Regions from separate parts of the Mus musculus genome. Here region 1 is linked to region 2. The links are chromatin contacts, called in public Hi-C maps. All regions are on one chromosome and are shown on one strand. Each heading gives the region's core, a stretch centred on a gene start, on an enhancer-like site or on the middle of the called end of the contact. The rest is flanking DNA. Distances are from core to core; before and after follow the strand shown. Region 1 has its middle 3.5 kb from the start of Gm36750. Region 2 overlaps Unc5b (unc-5 netrin receptor B).

Region 1 (4,223 bases), core at 541-3,040, 110 kb before region 2:
CTCTGTCTCTCTCTCTGTCTTTGTCTCTCTGTCTCTCTCTCTCTGTCATGATCTGCCCAGAGGGAAGAACACCAGATCACAGTGGATCCTGGGACATGCAAGATGATTCCTGCCACTGTCCCTGCTCCCCCCACTTCCACCCCCAGCAGCTTCGAGCAAGCTTGGCAGCTGGAGTCCTAGAGAGCAATGAATCCATCACTGGGGTCAAACTCGGGGCCTGGGGTATGTGTTAAAACAAGAAAACCAATCAGAGCCGAAAATGAAAGGCAGCAGAGGTGTGAAGTGAGGAAGGAGACTGCCAGACAGGCACTGGCTGCTGCCCAGCTGCCTCCGGGTCTTTGTAGGCCCCACCACCGTGCCCAGGTCCTCCAAGAAGCAGGTAGCCAGTGAGTATCATAAGCCTGCCGCTCTCACCCTAAAGAGTAGGACCAGGGCTCCAGTGACAAGAAAAGCCCCAGACATAGATATGTTAGTTGATAGACTCTTAAGTGTCTGTGTTGGGGTCAATGCTCATTCTGGGGTACTCTAAAGCATCAGACTCAAGGAACAGGCTTCAAAGCCCCGCCTCTGGTACATCTGTTGTGGGAAAAACACTAGACCCAGGGCACGGTGTTCTAACACTAACCAAGGTCATGTTTTGGATCTGGCTGTGCAGAGGTCAGGTCCCCAGAGTTCCATGCACGGCTGAAGGGAAGGCCAGCACACAGGAGAGCTACAATACAGCCTAGCAGGGGAGAGAATAATGACATCTTCAAAGGTCTGGTACCAAGCACAGGTGCCACCCACAGCAAAGACAAAGGAAGAAGGATGGACCGAACACAAAGAGTACTAGCTGTGCCTAGAGCCTTCAGGCCAAGCACTGACCCAGAGGTCCCCCAAGGATAGGGGGCATCAGGGACCTCTGATGCTGATGGAGCCAGCAGGGTACTTGTCTCAGCCCTCATCCTTGCCCAGCACAGACATCCCAATGAAGGAGCTGAGCCAGGTGGCCCCATCGTGACCAACAAGGTGACTGGTTGGTCTTAGAGTGAGAGAGAGGCCAGTCCAGGCTGAGCACTGTTCTGCCTCTCTTCATTTATCCACCTATGCTGACAAGCACAATTGCTCCGCTGGCCTCAGACTCCCAGAAAAGCCCTGGAGAGCCCGGGTGGCCGCTCTATTAACACACAAACCGGTAGCCCGGCAGCTGCTGACACTGGGGTTAATTAAATCTATCTCCCCATCAATTCTCATTCAAGTACTATCGACGGCCATTAGATGGGTGACAGAGTGACAAGGGGACAGCGATAGACTTAACTCCCACGCTGCATGGAGAGGGCCCACCTCCCCGCAGAGACACTCCCCCCAGCCCCCACCCCCCACCCCGGTCCCCAGGGAAGAGCTCAGCTATGGACTCCAGGCTACGCCCCCACCCCACGCCTGCCAATCAGCAGCCAGCACGCCAGGCTATGCCCCACCCCACGCCTGCCAGTCAGCAGCCAGGCTGCCTCACCTTTGTTCTTTCTGCAAGTTTTTCTTAGGTATTTGTACAGTGCCAAGTCCGGTGGGCAGAGAACTACTTGGCTCAAGACTTGGGTTATTACCCGCTCTGCACTCAACCAAGCCTTTTCTCCACCAAACCAAATCCAGCCAAGGCCACCCCTCCCCTCAGCTTCAGCCTAGCTGGTCACCCTGACAGCCCTTGCTTCACAGGTCCCGCTAGACAGAAAAATAGTCTACTCACATACATTCACATGCTACGCCTCAGACTCTGGCATTATGTCATCACCTGGTCACAGGGACTTTCCGGATGTGGTTTGGGATCTTGGATAAACAGATTGTTTCAGATTAGCCGGATAAGCCCAGTGGGATAGCACGTTCCTGAGAGAGGACAGTCAGAAATGTGACGGAGGCGAGCCACACATGTGACATGAGATTTGACATTGTGGAGGGGACTATGAGCCCCGCTGTTCAGAAAGCTGTTGAGAAAGGCAAGGAGACACTCTCCTCTGGGATCTGGGAGGAACTGAGATGTGTACCAGTTTGATTTTTGCCCCAAAGAGACACACATCAGACTCTGCCCTCTAGAACTAAGAAGTTGTAAGTCTGTAGGGATGCAGTGGTTTGAATGAAAATGGTTCCCATAGACCCAGAGAGAGTGGCACTATTAGGAGGTGTAGCCTTGTTGGAGTAGGTGTGGCTTAGTTGAAGTAGGTGTGGCTTAGTTGGAGTAGGTGTGGCTTAGTTGGAGTAGGTGTAGCCTTGTTGGAGGTAGGTGTGGCCGTGTTAGAGGAAGTGTGTCACTTGGGGGAGGGATTTGAGGTTTCAGACGCTTAAGCCAGGCCCAGTGTGGCATTCATTTCCCGCTGCCTGCTGATCCAGATGTAGAACTCTCAGCATCTTCTCCAGCACTATGTCTGGATACTACCGTGATTCCCACTATGACGATACTAAACTAAACCTCTGAAACTGTAAGCCGGCCCGATTAAATGTTTTCCTTTATAAGAGTTGCCTTTAAGAATGTTTTATGTCTTTCCTTTATAAGGTAATGGTGTCTCTCCATAGCAACAAAACTCTAACCAAGACAAGAGATATGTTGCAACATAAAGTTAACCCACCCTTCCTCACCCTGTGTTCACCGTCTCCATTCATATCTCCTGTCCGTCAGTACACTATGCCTGCCATTCCACCTCCCTCCCGTGGGAACAGCCTTTGACCTCAGTTTGAAGGAGTACCTAAAGCTCCCAAATTTGTGCCCAGTGTGGCTGCCTCTGCTTCCCAGTCCTTAGGTCTGAGTTTGAGGCACAGGCAACAGCCCAGGCAGGCCTAAAGGTACAATCCAGCCATTCTTGGGGGCAGAGGTTATGCAGCTGATCAGGGCTCTGTTGATGAGGAACATGCATTCGTCACGATGAGCCACGGGCTGTCTACATGTCAGAACAGTTCTACTTGAAATTCTGAGGGTTGGGGGTGGAACAGGGTTGGAACCCCAAGGCTGAGAAGGAGTACAAAAGACCATGATAGGAGGTTTACATTGGATTCTCTACCCCTGGGCCTATGAAGGCTGCCCTACTGAGTGCTCTCTCAAGTCTTGGCTGCAGCCAGATCTGGTACATGGGGTTTATGCTGTAGCTATTAAGTTTGATTAGGGCCCTCGAGGTCAAGGAGAGGAATCCTCTCAGACCATCCATCCAATGGGCCCGAGTGAATGTCCCGTGCATCGGAACAAGTAAAACATCATTCTACTAGGCCAAATGAAAGAAAAGCAGGCGCCCACAAGGCCAAAGCAAAGGACACTGGGTTCCTTTTGTGAGACGTGTTTTCACATATCTGGGCTGGCCTTGATCTCCCCTTATAACCAAGGATGATGATGGCCTTAAATTCCCAATCTTGCTTCCACCTTCCAATCACGAGTATTACAGGCATGTACCACCATGCATGGTTTAGATGATACTGGAAATAAAGCCCAAAGCATCATATAGCCTAGGCAAGCACTCTACTGAGCTACATTCTTGGCTCCAATCCCGGCTTCTTGGTGCTCACACCACCCCAGCCCCAAGGCAGAGTGGACCAGACTGATCTCTACTTCCCTCTAGGTTTGAAGAACTCAGGACTTTGAATCATGTTGAAGACAAGAATAGGCCTGAATTGAAGGTCCCAAGGAGCCCTGGAACTTCTGGCAGGCTTTGTTCAGGTCAAAAGCGAAGTGCAATCGGACTGCTGAGTCTGGTGGTGGACTCTGCAGGCAGAACCTCTCTTGAGATAAAGAATGGTGAGGCCAAGCAGCAGAGGCACACGCCTTTAATCCCAGCACTTGAAAGGCAGAGGCAGGCAGATCTCTGTGAGTTCGAGGCCAGCCTAGTCTATAGAGCTAATTCCAGGACAGTCAGGGTTACACAGAGAAACCCTATCTTGAAAAACTAAAAACCAAAGCAAACAAGCAACAAACAGACAAACAAAACCATGGACTCTTACAAAGCCTCAAGCTCAGGTAGAACAGAAATACCAGTGCTGGATAATTAGAGCTGCGATCAAAGAAAAATACTGCAGACCTTCCCTGTGACCCACCCACCCTTCTGCCAAACTTCAGGTCCCACTTTTCCTAAGTCACTAACCCAGCTTCAGCCATTCCCTATCCCCTCTAGGGAGAGCCCCTGAGGCCACTCCCCTGGCTCCTGTTTTGTTTTGGTGTGACTTCCTGTCTCAATCCCATCAGGAGCTATGGGCTAGGATACACTGATCAC
Region 2 (4,229 bases), core at 1,700-4,199:
CCTCCTACCCCAGCAATGTTAGAGGCCCCCTGTATTCATGGGCAGACCAGGCCAAGTAGCCTGTGTGCTCCCTGTATCTATCCACCCCCATACCCCCGAGTCTAGAGTCTTTCCCTTCCCTAGGTTGGAGCCAGAGTCTACCCCATCTTTCTCATCTCTGCTACCTCCTCCTCCTCTTGCTGATAGCCTTCCTTCCTCCCTAGGGGTCAGCCTGTTGGTACCAAATGGAGCCATTCCCCAGGGCAAGTTCTATGACCTGTATCTACATATCAACAAGGCCGAAAGCACCCTGTGAGTAGACCCGCCAGCCCTGGCCAGCCAGCACCCACCCCTCGTGCTCAGCCCACACTGGGCACACACGTTTCCATTTGCCCTTTGAAGCTTGGTCCCAGTGCCCAGGGTCCCCCAGAGAAAGCATATTCTAATGGGTAGAACCTAGCAACAGCAAACCTTTCCTGTGCAAAGGGGGATTGGTAAGCAACTGCATTGTGTATGTCCCATTGCTGTGGCAAATGCATGATAAGAACTTAAGGAGGAGGGGTTCATTTGGACTCGCCATGGTGAGAGTCCCTCTTCCTGTGGTCACAGGAATGGGAAGCATCCGTAGTCAGGAACCAGAGAGGGACGAACACTGGTGTACGAGGCTCCCCTCACCTTCTCTTTCTTTTTCATTCAGTCCACAAGTTATGTGGGTTCACATACATAATAGAGTGGATCTTCCCTCCTACTTCAATCTCTCTGGGAGCATCCTCACAGACAGGCACATCAGGGGTGCATCTCCTCGGTGACCTCACATCCAGTCAGAGAAAGACTGACCATCTCAGTTTGAACATGGGCGTGAACAAGTAATTCACATGTGCACACACACACACACACACACACACACACACACACACACACACACACACCAAATGGTTTTATTGTTGTTTTTTTTCAAGATGGAGGTCTCACTTTAGTTCTGGCCAGTCCTGGAACTCACTCTGTAGACCAGGCTGGCCTCCAACTCAGAGATCTGCCTGCCTCTGCCTCTCCAAGTGCTAAGATTAAAGGCGTGCGCCGCTAAGCCAAGCCTCAATTTGTTTTGTTCTGCTGTTTTGTTTTAAAGAAAGAAAAGAAAAGACAATGTTCTATAAAGCCTCAGACCTTGAGGCTGTGCAAAGCTTTGGCTGTGACAGCAAAAATCTAGAACTTTGTTTATGCCATTTATGCTGTTTCTTCCTTCCTGCCCCTGTGAGATCTCGTCCCAGTCAGCAAAGGGCAGTGACTTGCCTTGGCACGGGCCCTGGGTGGAGTTGGGGGCTCCACAAGAGTCGAGTATCCCTGATGAATGACTTCTTCTGGCTTTTGTCTCCTGCCTCCCTCTGCCCTCCCCCTCAGCCCACTTTCAGAAGGTTCCCAGACAGTATTGAGCCCCTCGGTGACCTGTGGGCCCACAGGCCTACTCCTGTGCCGCCCTGTCGTCCTCACCGTGCCCCACTGTGCTGAAGTCATCGCTGGAGACTGGATCTTTCAGCTCAAGACCCAGGCCCATCAGGGCCACTGGGAGGTGAGAAGCCGGGTGTGGTGACTCTCAAAACGGCATGATCCCAGCCCAGGTGACAACGTCCTCTTCGTCCCCCATAGGAGGTGGTGACCTTGGATGAGGAGACCCTCAACACACCCTGCTACTGCCAGCTGGAGGCTAAGTCCTGCCACATCCTGCTGGACCAGCTGGGTACCTACGTATTCATGGGCGAGTCCTACTCTCGCTCTGCAGTCAAGCGGCTCCAGCTGGCCATCTTCGCCCCAGCCCTCTGCACCTCCCTGGAGTATAGCCTCAGGGTCTACTGTCTGGAGGACACACCTGTAGCACTGAAGGTAGGGGCTTGTCAGGGCACGGCAGGGGCATCAGCACAGCCAATCAATTGGTTGTTAGAACCCTCCCCAGATGCGTGGTCCCTACAGGCTTCTTTCTGGCACCAGCCTCAGAACAGCAATGGACCCTCAGGCAGGCATGGAGGCCGCAGCTCCTAGGACTGGGCAGGAGGTGGGAGACAAGCAGGGGAATCTCTTTGAGAAGTCTGAGAGAGCGGACTTCAGGCCTAAGCCCTGGGTGACAAGTTGTCACTCTGGGTAGAAAAGAGGAAGGGCATTTCAGACCAACAGAGCGACCTTCTGCCGAGACAGGTGTGCGGCTCAGCGTCGTGAGCAGAGTAGGATGTGTGTACGAGTAGTCCTGTAAGAGTGGGGGGGGGGGCTGGAGAGATAGTAGCTTGTTAGCAAGCTCAGGTCATGCCTAGCAATCAGGATGCCGACCAGTGGTGAGGGGCCCAGCTATGGCAGACACCTGTTCACAGGTACTTTGTAGAATTCCCTATAGCTATGGGGTGTGTGTGTGTGTGTGTGTGTGTGTGTGTGTGTATAACAGGAACATTGGTGAACAAGAGGCAGAGGCAAGTTGGGAAGCTGGGGGTATGCCCCACATAGCAGGCAGTAGCAATGGCCAGGAGATGAGACTGGGCCTTGTGGGTGGTCAGTGAGATGGACAGACCAGGAACTGATGGGATGAGCTAGGAAAACCTGAGCTTCTAGCAGACACAGAAGAAAAGGCAGTGGAGACCGGAAGTGAGGGAAAGGATGGGCAGAGAGGAAGGGGGCTAACACTGGCTGATGTGGAGCCCAAGTGGGCGTCCCACCTGTCTGTCATACATGCCTCAAAGCCCGTGCCCCTTCCTTCCCCAACTCTGTCCCATTCCCAGGTCCCCGGTCTCATCCTAGCGTGAAAGGGAGGATATAGACTTGGCTCTCTTCTCCATCTTTCTTCCAGCCCTCTCAGAAGCCTCATGGCTCTCTCTGGCAAACCAGTGCCTCTTTCCAGCTCTGAGTTGTGGTCTCTCCCAGTCACTCTGTCTCTTGAGTCTCATGTGACTTTCTCAGGCTGCGTGCTGGGGACTGATGCAACCCAGATGAAAAGGCCCTGTGGGAGAAGGGCGTCCTCTGTGGGGCTGTATTACCCTGACATTCCAGGAGGCCTCCAAAAGGGGGGTGGTCACGGCTGGGAATTTTTTCCAGAAGGATCTTGTGGCACTGGTATTGGCTGCTGTCCATCTGAGCCAGAGGGTGGTGTGAAGATCAACAGGGAAGTCACCACATTCTGGCTCAGTTGCGTTCTTTTAATTGTTCAAGCCCTGTCTATTCACCCGTCCATCTGCCCTCTACCTTTTCACTCATTGTGGTAATAAGTAATACACTTGCACAGTAAACAGCCAGTTGTTCACTCAGCCATTCTCTTCGCTCGTATGTCTTTCCTTCAAATGACCTTCTATTCATATACCTGTCATTTGTGTATCTATCTGTTTATGCTTACCCACACATCCATCCAATGATCTAGCCATCCATCATCCATCCATCATGTTACAGTAGTTGGCTAATCCTCTCTAATCTCCCGGGCAGATAGTGAGGAACTCACCCCAATGATCTGGATTCTTGAATGGAAGGCACGTGCGCGCACACACACACACACACACACAGCCTTATATCTAATATGCCTTAAACAGCTCAATGGCTGGGCACTTCCAGACCTCCCAGCGGCTAACCCACTTACCCCTCTGATATTCCTGAATTACTACTTTCTAAAACCTGTGTCCCATCTTGGCCTTCCCAGGTGCAGACCTATCGCCCACCTGGGTTTTGATCCCCGACTCTCACATGCTGGCTGTCTCTCTGTCTTATTTCTCACGCCTGATCCTTCTGCTTCCCCAGCATGGGGTTCTGCCTTTTTCTCTCTCTCCTGTGCCTCTTGGCCAGGAATCCTAAAGTCCTGCTTCTGTCTCACTGCCCAGCCATTATATCAATCAAAGCCAACTGGGACCAGGGACCCTCAGCATCCTACCTGTAGGTGTGTGAATTCCCATTTAATTTTGGGAACCCAGTTAACATAATACAAGCAATAAACCATATTCACAATACTATCATTCATCCATCGATCCATCTACCCATTCATCCATTATCCACCCATCTATCCATTCATCCATCCATCCACCTACCCACCCACCCATCCATCCATCCATCCATCCTCCATCCAACATCCATCTATCCATCCATCCATCCATCCATCCATCCATCCATCATCTTTGTGTTCTCCATCCTTCCAGCAGACCCCTGTCAGTATCCTTCTATACATCTAACCCATCTATCTAATTCTCCTTCCAAGTTCTTGTTACCCACACATATGTTCTCTGTGTATCTAC

Evidence for each region. A called contact is a pair of places that touch in the nucleus more often than the background predicts.
Region 1: a Hi-C map of the N1E-115 cell line shows a contact between it and region 2, with 7 times the contacts expected there. The contact joins two enhancer-like sites. A contact is called at or near these places in 1 of 15 datasets of contacts at CTCF or cohesin (embryonic stem cells), 4 of 484 Hi-C or Micro-C datasets (the N1E-115 cell line, cortical neurons and embryonic stem cells), 3 of 115 datasets of contacts at active chromatin or transcription factors (bone marrow-derived dendritic cells, embryonic stem cells and pancreatic cancer cells) and 1 of 9 other capture datasets (embryonic stem cells).

What each region holds. Positions count from the first base shown.
Region 1 is chr10:60,883,023-60,887,245 of GRCm38.p6, reverse strand. No RefSeq gene overlaps it. Among named protein-coding and RNA genes, the nearest start is that of Gm36750, 3.5 kb to the left of the region's middle. Within about 2 kb of position 1,790, at least 40 of the 459 cell types and tissues checked have an H3K27ac peak or open chromatin away from gene starts, as enhancers often do. A contact at or near this core is called in the N1E-115 cell line, where this site is marked.
Region 2 is chr10:60,769,806-60,774,034 of GRCm38.p6, reverse strand. Unc5b (unc-5 netrin receptor B) reads left to right here. Exons shown (of 17, transcript NM_029770.3): 11 at 204-291; 12 at 1,378-1,546; 13 at 1,624-1,857. Among named protein-coding and RNA genes, the nearest start is that of Slc29a3, 19 kb to the right of the region's middle. Within about 2 kb of position 2,949, at least 7 of the 459 cell types and tissues checked have an H3K27ac peak or open chromatin away from gene starts, as enhancers often do. A contact at or near this core is called in the N1E-115 cell line, where this site is marked.